Linked DNA regions of Mus musculus: region 1 is linked to region 2. Evidence: chromatin contacts called from public promoter capture Hi-C data. All regions are on one chromosome and are shown on one strand. Each heading gives the region's core, a stretch centred on a gene start, on an enhancer-like site or on the middle of the called end of the contact. The rest is flanking DNA. Distances are from core to core; before and after follow the strand shown.

What was found. Promoter capture Hi-C pulls out the DNA fragments that hold promoters and counts their contacts.
Region 1: a promoter capture Hi-C map of hippocampal neurons shows a contact between it and region 2, with 2.6 times the contacts expected there. The contact joins the enhancer-like site here to the promoter of Crtac1 in region 2. A contact is called at or near these places in 4 of 39 promoter capture datasets (the C10 cell line, hippocampal neurons and liver), 1 of 484 Hi-C or Micro-C datasets (embryonic stem cells) and 1 of 115 datasets of contacts at active chromatin or transcription factors (pancreatic cancer cells).

Annotation. Positions count from the first base shown.
Region 1 is chr19:42,791,621-42,797,006 of GRCm38.p6, reverse strand. All of the region lies in intron 11 of Hpse2 (heparanase 2), which reads left to right. Among named protein-coding and RNA genes, the nearest start is that of Hps1, 14 kb to the right of the region's middle. Within about 2 kb of position 1,571, at least 57 of the 459 cell types and tissues checked have an H3K27ac peak or open chromatin away from gene starts, as enhancers often do. A contact at or near this core is called in hippocampal neurons, where this site is marked.
Region 2 is chr19:42,430,125-42,435,687 of GRCm38.p6, reverse strand. It overlaps Crtac1 (cartilage acidic protein 1), which reads left to right and starts at 3,900. Exons shown (of 15, transcript NM_145123.5): 1 at 3,900-4,078. The coding sequence starts at 4,055.

The DNA.
Region 1 (5,386 bases), core at 322-2,821, 360 kb before region 2:
GATGCATTACCTCTGAGACAGAAAGGACTCTAAGAACAACACAGGAGCCTGGAAGCCGGAGGAAAGGAGAGAGCTCTGGCTTGGGATCTGGAAAAGTCTAAAGCCACTATGTTTACCCAGAAAGCCATGCTTCGAGGAAAGGCTTGTAGTATGGGAGGCCATTTGAGGCTGCAAGATAAGCTTACAGAGGTTTGGAAGTACACAAGTTCAAGGCTCATTTTGCCCTGGAGGTGGCAAATCTCACAAAGGACTAGAATATGGGACGCCTGTGGGGTGAGGAGAAAGGCCACAAAGATACACTAGCACTAGACCACAGAAACTGTTGAAATCCGGGCTAAATTTGATTTTCCTTCGATTTGTGTTTTTCTATATAATGTGTTTATTACAGTGTGTTTGGCCACACATTTGCATGCTCTAGTGACTTTTTTGGCTTGGTGGGCAAAGCCTAAGTCTGTTGTAATTAACTTTACATCACAGCGAACCATGCAGATATGAGTAATTCCCCTTAATTACCACTTGGTGACTGTGGCAACTGCTCTTTACAATGAGAATAAGACACAGTTAGCTGTGGAGTCATGGCGCTGTAGTTTCTGTTTCTGGTTTCAATTGTGTCCTGTGGTTTGAGTGTGATATGCCTATGACATGGAGCTTTGAGATGGTTGCAGGATTAAATTTTCTTTTAAAACTGCCCCCCAGATGAGTCTCTCACCAGGTGGAAGTCAGCAATATCAGTAAAAATCTAGGTTCCTTAGCTGGGTGCTCATCTTGTCTGCCATGTGTGCTAAGTTATTTTAAGGCATTGGATGCACATGGTGGAATCCGGTTGTGCAGATTTAGATGGGACACCATTCAAATCATGCCCCCCCCAATCTGCTACATACAGAAAAAGTCCATCTATATCCCTGGCACTGAACCTGTGAGCTTCCCCTGTGCCACGTGAAACAGTGCTAGTAGGCATTTGGAAAAGCTAGATCAAAGCCGTTCAGACCCTCGGTGTGCCCTTCATGGGCAGGATGCAGAGTTGGATGAGCTTCAAGCAGTAAAGCTTCACCCCAGAGGATTGAGGGGAACGGGACGGGACGTTTTCTTCCCAGTCTTTCCTGTCTCTTCTGGTCTCCTCTCTGTAGCAGCCCAGCCAGTCCCGTTCCTGAACTGCTGTGGGAGGAAAAAGCCAGACAGCTAAGTACGAACTACTGAGGATGAAGAAAGGAAGGGAGCCTAGGGAAGGAAGCGTTAGGTCGCAATTGAAAAAAAGATCATTGAGAAATAGGAGCGCTCCGAGGGGATCCAGAGCCTTGCCTGAATCAAAAGAATCATAAGAAAACTCATGAAGCCTTGGCCACCATCACCGATGCATCGGCATTACTCAGGGCCATGTGAAAGGAATTTCCTTTCCTCTGCCTCTCCTAGAGCAGAAGGGACGCAAACCCACGGTCCTGAAACCTGGCTGGGCCCCTCCGACTCTAACCTGGGCCTGACCTGGAGGAGGGCAGGGCAGCTGCACACACCAGTTTCCCAGCCCAGCTCAGGAAGCTGCACTAACAGGTGCGGCCGGGGGCGGCGGGGGACCCAGAACCCGGGAGAGCCTGGCGCCGGGGCCAGCGACTCCGCACCTGCGGCGGGATCCCCCTAGGCAATCCGGCTGGGAAGCTCTCACCGCCCAGGAACTGCATCCCTGCTTCGCGCTCTTCCTTAAAATTGGGCCCCACTCCAGACGGAGCCCCTGCCAAGGGGGCCACAGTGCAGTTTGGGTTTGGGTTTGATTGATACTAAGATTTGTTTCTTTGACACACTAAGCGCTAGGTACACCTCCCGGCCTTGGGGAGATGGGGTGAGGACAGCAGGGACTAGAGGACTAGTTCGGCTTCCTGGGAGCAACCCTGCAGTCTGACGCTCCCCTCGCTGTTGTATAGAACAAGAGTGCCCCCTAGTGGCCGAAAATTAGCGTCGGGCTAGGAGAGAGCAACTGTGCACATTAACACATAAAATTCTTATTTGTTCTGTCTCCTGACCCTACTCCTCTCTTGCTGTCAGTCGCATTATTTACAATCTAGAAGCCTACGGGAAGTGACCGGAAACCTATCTAGACCGACACGTTTAATGTCTGAAATCTAGACAGAATTCAGCTTCTGGACTTGCGGTCTGTTGTCCCCCCTTCTCAATTGTAGTTCTGACTTTAATGTTTCTTGTAATATAAGCTGTATCAGATGTGGATAGATAAGAGAATAAAGAACGTGATGGTCATCAGCCCTCCTATCAGGGGTGAGGACAAGCAGACAGAATTTTACAATCCAAGTCCAGGCCCAAGAAGTGCAAGGAATTATGGGACACTTTCGAGGGGCACTTGTACATGATATAAAGAACAAGCAAGACCATCAAGAAAAGAGTCAGGGGCTGGAGAGAGAATTCAGCAGTTAAGAACAGGTTCTGTTCTTGCAGAGGACCCAGTTTGATTCCCAGCACGCACGCTGAGTAGTTTCCAATCTCCTGTAGCCCTGGCTCCGGGGACTCCAATGCCCTCTTCTGGCCTCCATAGGGGCTGCATTAGTGTGTAAATATCACCCCCTCCATGCACGCAAAAATTGAAAATCAGTCTTTAAAGAAGACACAGCAGCATGTGGAGGAAGTTCCAGACAATGGAAACAGCAAAGACAGAAGAGCCCTGAGATTAGAAAAACTAACCAGAGAAGTTGCAGCACAGGGCGAAGGAAGTGGTAGACAGGGACTAGAAAGGGCGGAAGTTAGAATGAGCCTCTAAGGAGCTGGAGGTGTTGATAAAAGGGCGGGCTTCGGGGAATGCAGATGATGTTCTAGAAGCCAGTGAACGTTTAGACAGGTGAATGGCACGCTCAGATTTCTGTTTGTTCAGGATCATTCTAAATTAAATAGTGAACTTTGCCTTAGGCTAGCTGTTAGGTCTGGGCAGCCTGGCTGACAAACAGGACAAAGGAGACCTCAGGTTCATCCGATCTATCTGTTACTCCATCCTCTGGAGAAACCTAAACTCAGTGTCTAAGGTAGATCTGAGGTCTTTTTCATCTTCCCTTCAAGGCCCCCCAAAATGCCAGTCAAAACCAGACACCAGCTCCGGAGTGTGCTTCTGTTAAAAACAACCCCATAAAAGCATGCGCAGACACAGAGAGAGACAAGGTTGCAAAAGGATACGGTCGTTAGACGTTCTATCCTGGGACCTAAGAAGAGTCAGACCCCTACTTAGACGCTCATGACTACTGAGAACCATAAGACGTGAGGAGCAGACATTGCAGGCAAGCAATGGGGGTGGAGTGGCCGGGCCACGATGCTCCCACGAAGAACTGGAGGGTCAGAGGGCTTGACTCTGAATTGACACATAGAATCCCATTTCAATTAACACATAAAACTGAGAAAACAGGTTTAGAAATTGGAAAGTAACTCAAACTCTGTAAAAACAAAAGGCAATAAAACACAGTTGTCCCAATATTTGGATAGTTTAGATACCCTCGGCAATTCACGGAAACTGGGAATCTAAGAGAGATAGCTCAGCTTTGGCTGGGCCACTTAGTGTTCTGTTGAAAAGTCATGACCCATGGAGGAAGATGGTGATAAAGACAGGATGATAAGAACGGCAAAGAAAGAAATGAGATCTGGCGAGCACCACCCGAAACTCAGGCAGACAACATGAAATAGGAGGAGGCAGTCAGCGACAGCCCTGGCTTACCTGCTTATTAGTTCTGTGACCCTGCCGATGCCACTTAACCTCTCTGACCAGGTCTCAGTGTGCTGTTACAAAAATAACAAAGTTTTCATATTGCACGGGGGCTTTAGCCCTGTCACGAAGGGAATCCCTGCACGTACCAGGCCTGCCTCTTCCTGGCTCTGTGACTCAGATAAGTTTTAGGCCCTCTAGACTTTGTTCATGTGGAACACAAGGCTGCTGCATGCCTGGATTGAATGAGCCCAGGCAAAGCAAATCCAAGAATCCTGCCTTTCACACCAAAGTGTTTCACAATCCATGACCCTTTCTTTCAGCACTGATTGGATTGCAAACGTGCCGATTCCTCTCTGTATACAGCTGAAGGACGGTGTTGCCTTTAGCATGATGTGATTTCACTGGGTGATAAATATTAAAAACAAACAAACAAACATAAGCAGAGAGAAGAGGACAAAAGCGGTGCTAAAGCACATTGTCCCTCTCTTAACAGAGGAAAAGGATAAAGACTGTGAGGACTCAAGGTCTCAAACAGCCTCGCCCACAAAGCCAGGAGACCTCCATACAGATCTCTACTCTTCATTTTTCTTTCTTCTTTTCTTTTCTTTTCTTTTCTTTTCTTTTCTTTTCTTTTCTTTTCCTTTCTTCTCTCTTCTTTTCCTTCTTTCTTTCCTTCCTTCCTTCTTCCTTCCTTCCTTCCTTCCTCTCTTTTTTTTGATGAAAAACACTAGCAGTGATCAATGCCCTCCCATCAAGTGGGAATAAGGTGTCTGGTGAGTGTGAGAAACATCGATAATTCAGATCTTATCTAACATCTCCACTGAGAGGCAGAGTAATTGCTAGTTAATAGAATCTATGAAGGCACTCTCTGCAAACCTCCAGGGAGCCTCTCTAGGGCACAGAAACTAATGGGGGAAGCCTAGAAATTTTGCAAAGGGTCTCAAAGACCATTTACTTATTCCTCCCAAAAAGAAATGTTGATTTCCTGCCTTACACCTCCGCAGCACTGTGAGGGACAAAGCCACGAATCACTCCACATAGAGAAAGGAGGGAGGGCGAAGCTAAGAGAGCCTCATCCACGGGTTAGAAAAGGAAACAGCCAGGCAGACCTGAGGACCCCTCACCACCAGCCTGAGAGTGGAGGACGGGCAGCTGCCCAAGGACCCAGAAACAAACTGCCAGTCAGTTGATTTGCACACACTGGAGGGGACAAATGCCGAACCTTCTCACACCAGTCTTTATCATAAAGTCTCCTCCTTGGGCTGGAAAGATGGTTCAGTGGTTAGTGGTGCTTGCTGCTCTCCCAGAGGACCAGCTTTGGTTCCTAGCACCCAAATCAGGCAGCCCACAGCCAGATGTAACTCTAGCATCACTGATACTATCAGCCTCTGAGAGCGGCCCACACACAGCATGCTATAGATATGTATTCACATAAGTAAAAATGTAGTTATCTTTTCAAGAATGGCAAAAAAAATGTCTTCCCAAAATAATAATAATTTTATAACAGTTTTAAGTGAACCTGTACCTTATTAATCTCAACCATGGCCCCTGAGTATTATTTATTTATTTATTTTGTTTTGGGGGGGTTGTTTGTTTGTTTGTTTGTTTGAGACAAGGTTTCTCTGTGTAGCCCTGGCTGTCCTGGAACTCACTTTGTAGACCAGGCTGTCCTCGAACCCAGAAATCCGAGTGCCTCTG
Region 2 (5,563 bases), core at 2,651-5,150:
AGGTGAGGCCAGGATAGAGGGAAGGGGCATGGGGAAGTTTGCAGATGCTGAGGAGGAAGCTGATGTGAACAATGTGGGGCAGTAGGTGACAAGGACTCAGCCACAAGAAAGAACCCAAAACATCCAGATCTCAGAATCCTTAATCTGAGGATCAACATGAGAGAATGGCATAGAGCCCCAGTCACTAGACCTGCAGGTACCAGGTAGAACTCTGGCAGAGAAAAGGGGGTACTGGTCAGGTGCTAGGGCTTAAGTCAAAGGCCAGCAGACTATCCTTTAAGTGTAAACTTATTTACTGTTGACCTTGAGCTCCAAAGAGCCTTATACCAGGATGGGGGTGGGGCATCTTTGTGGCTAAACAACTCAAACAGGGTCAGAACTGTGTAGTCAGAGGTTCCCCAAGCTCTCCATGTCTCCATCTTGCTCCCTGCCTCAGACTCTCACCCAGCCCCTCGGGCTGCACACTCTGCTGCCCGAGGAACGCCAAAAGCATATTCCACACGTAGTCAGGTGAGTACCAAGCACTTAAGCCCAGATGACCACTATGACAGGCGCCTCCTCCAGTGAATCCTCGAAAGTCCCAAACAGTTTTGACCTCAACACCCAGCTGTCCCAGGACTCGGGAGCCTCTCCCTGCTTCTTGTCTGCCTTTCTGGTCTGCATCCTTCCTGGACGAGTTCATCTCTGAGGGTTCTCCCATCTCTAGTCGTTCTGAGCTAACCCTGGCCCCATGGAAGGCTCCTTCCTCTCTGTCTGCCACAGTTATACCTCCAGAACCAACTGTTCCCCTGGGGGTGGGGGTTGAAGCATCTCTCTAAGAAGGAGTTTCTGTCTATTTTCACCCTAGACAAAGGCCCATCCTGACCACCTGTCACTCATTGATACCTGTCACCATTGACACGTGATGCATGCATGCTCCCTGAGAAAAAGAGGACAACCCAGAGAAATGGCTTCATGTGAGAAAGGGGTTACTTTTTCACATCCTTAGAGTGCCGATCACCATTTGTGATTTTCCATCCACTGCTGCTGCTGCTTCTGCAACTCTCACGAAGAATTCATTTCTTCAGGGACAACCAGCCTAAAACACAGTCTTTCTCTTCAATTTCAAATGTCCAAATCCCCAAGAGGTAAAATATTTGGGATTTGTTTGGGGTTTTGCTACTTTGCTACTTCAACTCATCTGGAGACAAATCCTGACCTAAACTGACACGAAACCACTTTCCCTTCAATGCTTACTCTAGAAATCCTGACATTTCGCTGCGGAAATATGAATGTGTCTGATTTTCAGATGCGACTCCAGACCTCACAGGATGGTGCAACATGTTTGGCACCTCTCTGAATTCTAAAACACCCTGCCTTCAAGGGTTTCTAGACACAGGCAACATTAGGAGAATTAGAAATTCTAGGACCAGATCTGCCCATCCCATCCCATCCCTTATCCCTCGAAGGACTCCCTGAGTGGAACACCTGTCACTTTACATTTCACTGTCCTTTCCTGGCACCTTGGCTCTGTCATCCCCTTCCCTGACTAGAGAGAGTGAGATCATTGCAGGGTTGTTTTGCACCGACAACCTATTCACATCTGGGTGGCTAATGTTGATAATTACTGAGCTGGTTACTAAATCTGTCAGGTTTAGGTGAGGTGAGTCTCGGCAGCTGGGGCTGCTGCTTACAGCTTCCCAGGCAGAGAGAGAGAAAGAGAGAGAGAGGTGAGAACAAATCCAAGAAAGGTGTGTTCGGATGCTTGGGCTCCAGTGAGACTGGTTAATTACCAGTCACTTGCTGTCTCTCCGAGTTGGAGCTTCTGGCTAAGGAACAGTCGTGCATCAGACAGAATCCGACAACCTGCTATTTATTTCCACATAAAGAAAGTGGCAGGGACTAAGACGCCGAGGACAAGTGTGGAGACAGTCTCTCAAGTGCCAGGACCACAGCCACACAGATGCAGATATCCTCAGCACAGGGCGGTAGTGTGAGCCATCGGGATGCTGAGCCTACTGCTGCTCCTTTGGAGGGAACTGGGGACCAGGGGTGTGCTTGGGACCAAGTGTACTTGCTGCTGGATGAAGTGTATTGATGCAGAACCTTGGATTATGTTCTAGCAACACCCCCTGCCCCCGACACACACACACACGAGAGAGAGAGAGAGAGAGAGAGAGAGAGAGAGAGAGAGAGAGAGAGAGAGAGAGCATCTTTCCCAGAAGCACATCCACACATCCATTCAGATTCTCACAGGGTACAGAACAGTCTCCGACCCCTAGAGAGAGGTTGATTACAAACCACTGGCCTGGAACCCTGAAGAAACAGGTTGATATTGGGTCGAGCACCCAGAGTCTCGGGATTCCTAATGATCCTGAAATTATACTCGAAAGTCACTTATGGGTAAACGTTGGCCAGTTTTTCCAGAAAGAGACGCCAGTGACTTTCGCCAGATTCTCAATGGTTCCTCACCGCTGAGGAGCTCCTTGGCGGCCCAAGAGATGGACTCTGCCTACGCTTAGCTTCTGCTTTTAAGAGAAGAGCACAAACGGGGCTGACAGTTCTAATCAGTACTGGGAGATAACCAGGTCCAGCTAGGAACTGGTTGACAGGGAACTCTATAGCAGAACCTTCATCCAAGTCTTTTTAAGCGTCAAACATACAGACGCCAAGCTAGTTAGTGAGTAGTGATCGCAAAGCCTTTGGAGCTGAGCAAAGAGTCCCATATCCTTCTCCGAGGCCTCGGGTCTGGCTTTCAGAAATCCACCGGTCTTATTCATGAAAGGTCAAAATTCACTACTTGCTGAGCACCTATTATAAGCCTGGTTCTATTGTAGATGCAAAAGGTCCATTGATGTGGACCTTAGCAAGTTACCTGCCCCAAACACAGGTATATGGGGAGCTACTAACGAAGTCATCTCCATGTTAGTTGCTCTCCCACCACTACCCTTGGGCCAGAGAGACCAAAGCCATTGCACCCAGCTGTGCCAGCTGGTGACAACGGAGAAAGAGCAAGCGGTAGTACTCCGTGTGGGCAAAAGATGCAGACGCCCTGAGCAGGTGGGCCAGGCTCAGCCCTGGTGGGTGTTGCTGGAGAGGGGGCTAGGTACGGTGAGGACTCTGCCTGCGGGGGCGGAGGGCGCGGATGTGGGAAAGCAGACTCTGCCCGCAGTTGCCTGGGCCGCCGCGCCTGACCGCCGAGCTGCGCTCGCCTGCTCCCCGCCCTCTGGGACCGTGGTGAAGCTCTGTTCCCCATACTGAGCAGTCCCCCGGAGGCGCTCGGACACGTCCCTAGGCTGGATAAAGATCGACTCGGAGCTCGCTCCCCAGCGAGAAATCTCGCCATCGGCGTGGCTCGCGCGGCCGCTCTGGCCGGGCCTGGGAGCCGCCAGATCGCTATCTGGGAGGCAGAAAGACAGCAGCGCGGCCGCTACCCCCCGCCCTGCGCTCCGCGTGGCTGCGGGGTCCTGGGGCTCGCCGGCCTCCCTTCCCCCCCTTGCACTGCCTTCCCCGCGCTCCCCCCCCCCCCGGGGACATCCGCTTCCCGCCCGCCCGGTCCCCAGCGTCCCTCAAGGCGCCCTCTCCCCACTCGCCAGGCCCCGCTGCCTCCTGAAGGTTACGCGGCGCGGCGGCGGGGCGCGGCAGAGCACGGGGGGCACCCGCCCTCGCCGCCGCCCGCGCCGCCGCCCACCCCAATGCCCGCCGCGCCGGGCCAGCCTGGCTGCCGGCTGCTGCCACCGCAATCCCGGCTCCTAAATCAGCGCGGGGAGGCGCCCCTTCCCCCACCCGGCTCCTCGGGCTCCCCGGGCCGCGATTGGCCGCGCGTGCGCCCCCCAAGCTTGGGCCCCGGCTCCAGCTGCCGCGCCATTGGCTGCGGGCCTCCGCCAGCCTTTACATAAGCCCGGGCGCGCTCGAGTGGAGTTGTATAAAGCGAGCGCGCGGCGTCGGGGCGGGAGGCTCGAGGCCAGCCCGGGACCAGGGCTGGGCGCTGCAAGGCGGCGGCGCCAGCGGCAGAGGCAGCATCGAGCGCCCGCGCTCCGACGCCCCCAAGCGGTGGGGCTGAGAGAGCCAGAGGATGGCTCCGAGCGCTGACCCGGGCGTGAGTATCCGCTCCTGGAGCCCCCACCCCTTCCGGCGGAGAAAGTTTCGCCAGCCTAGCGCACCCCTCCCCGCACGCCCCCAGGGGTGGCGGGGATGCAGCTGGGGACCTGGGAAGATCGGGACTGCGAAGGCGGCGACGCTGCTCCCAACTTGCCAAGAGGCGCTGGACTCTATTGGCGCGCAGATCCTCCCCGCGGGCTGGGGGCAAGGCGGGCGCCAGGCTGGAGGTGGTGGAAGAGATGGGAGCCGAGGTGTGGGGGTGACAGCCCACAGTTGGCAGAGAACGTGTTAGTGGCACAGAGGATGGAGGTCAGCGGTTTGAGAAGGGGGCAATGGGGCTAGTAGGGGGCGGAGCAGGTGAAGGCTGTGCTGAGGGTACCCGGGGAGTCACCCAGCTGGCGGGCTCAGTTTGGGGACGACTAAGCTACCATCCTCGGCCGACTGCCAACGCTTCCAGGTTGGGGAAGATCCCCCGGGGCATAGCTCTTCTCCCGGGAAGCCGAGCTGTCTCCCCTTGCACAGCGCTGAGTGGCAGAGTGCTCCCGGAGCCAGCCCGGTACACAGCGTAGCTGCCAGCCGCCTTTTGCTGGACCGAGGTGTGGTCTGGCTTTCTAGCTAAGGATGTTTCAGGCAAGCTCTTTTCTGGCATTCTAGGGGAACCATGGGGTCCCCCCCCCCCTTGATCTTATGGAATCAGATAAAGGTTTTGGTGGGGCAGCAGGCAGGCTTGGGGGCATGCCCAGCAATGCAGCGTGATTCTTTTGCAGTACAGTAGTTGGGAGCCCTGGTTAGTCCCGCTTCTGCAGAAACCAACTAAAGAATCCAAAGTCATCCCAGCTGGGATGGGAGCCTCCCTAGGGGTGGGGGTGGGGGGTTCCTTCTTGAATGACTAATGATTACTATTGCTATTGGGTGGGTTCACCTACCGTGACATCTGTACATCTCATCCGTCCTCCTGGAAGCGTTCATGAGTTGCACTTGAGGTACCTTCTGGGATGGGTGCAAGACTTCGAAAAATGAAGCCAGTTGGAAAAGAAAGCAAGAAGGTTCCCAGAGTAGAGGACAGCGGTTTGATGCTGTGTTGAACCTGGGAAGAACTCCTGGGGAAAAGCTATCAGGGGAGATTTGAAACCATGATAACTTGGGACAGGAAGTACCCACGTTGAATTAAAGCAGATCCAGAGACTTGAACAGTTCCTCACACTTGGGTATTGAGACAGAGACGTGGAGGGTGGAAAAATGGGAATATGAACAGTTGGCCCAATATGGTCTTCAAGGAGGCGTTTTTTCCCCCTCTCTCTTTCCTGTCTTGGTTAAAAAGCCTCTTCTGGAGGCAGGTTCTAAAGTCAATTTGGTAGGCAAGGAAGGGAGTTTAGTTCTTGGTGCTGGACTAGATTAGAACACTTTGGTCTCCAGTTGGTGCTGATAGATTCTGGAGAAGGTTGAAGGCTGCCGGTGGCTTCTGCTCTTGTAGCTGATGGGT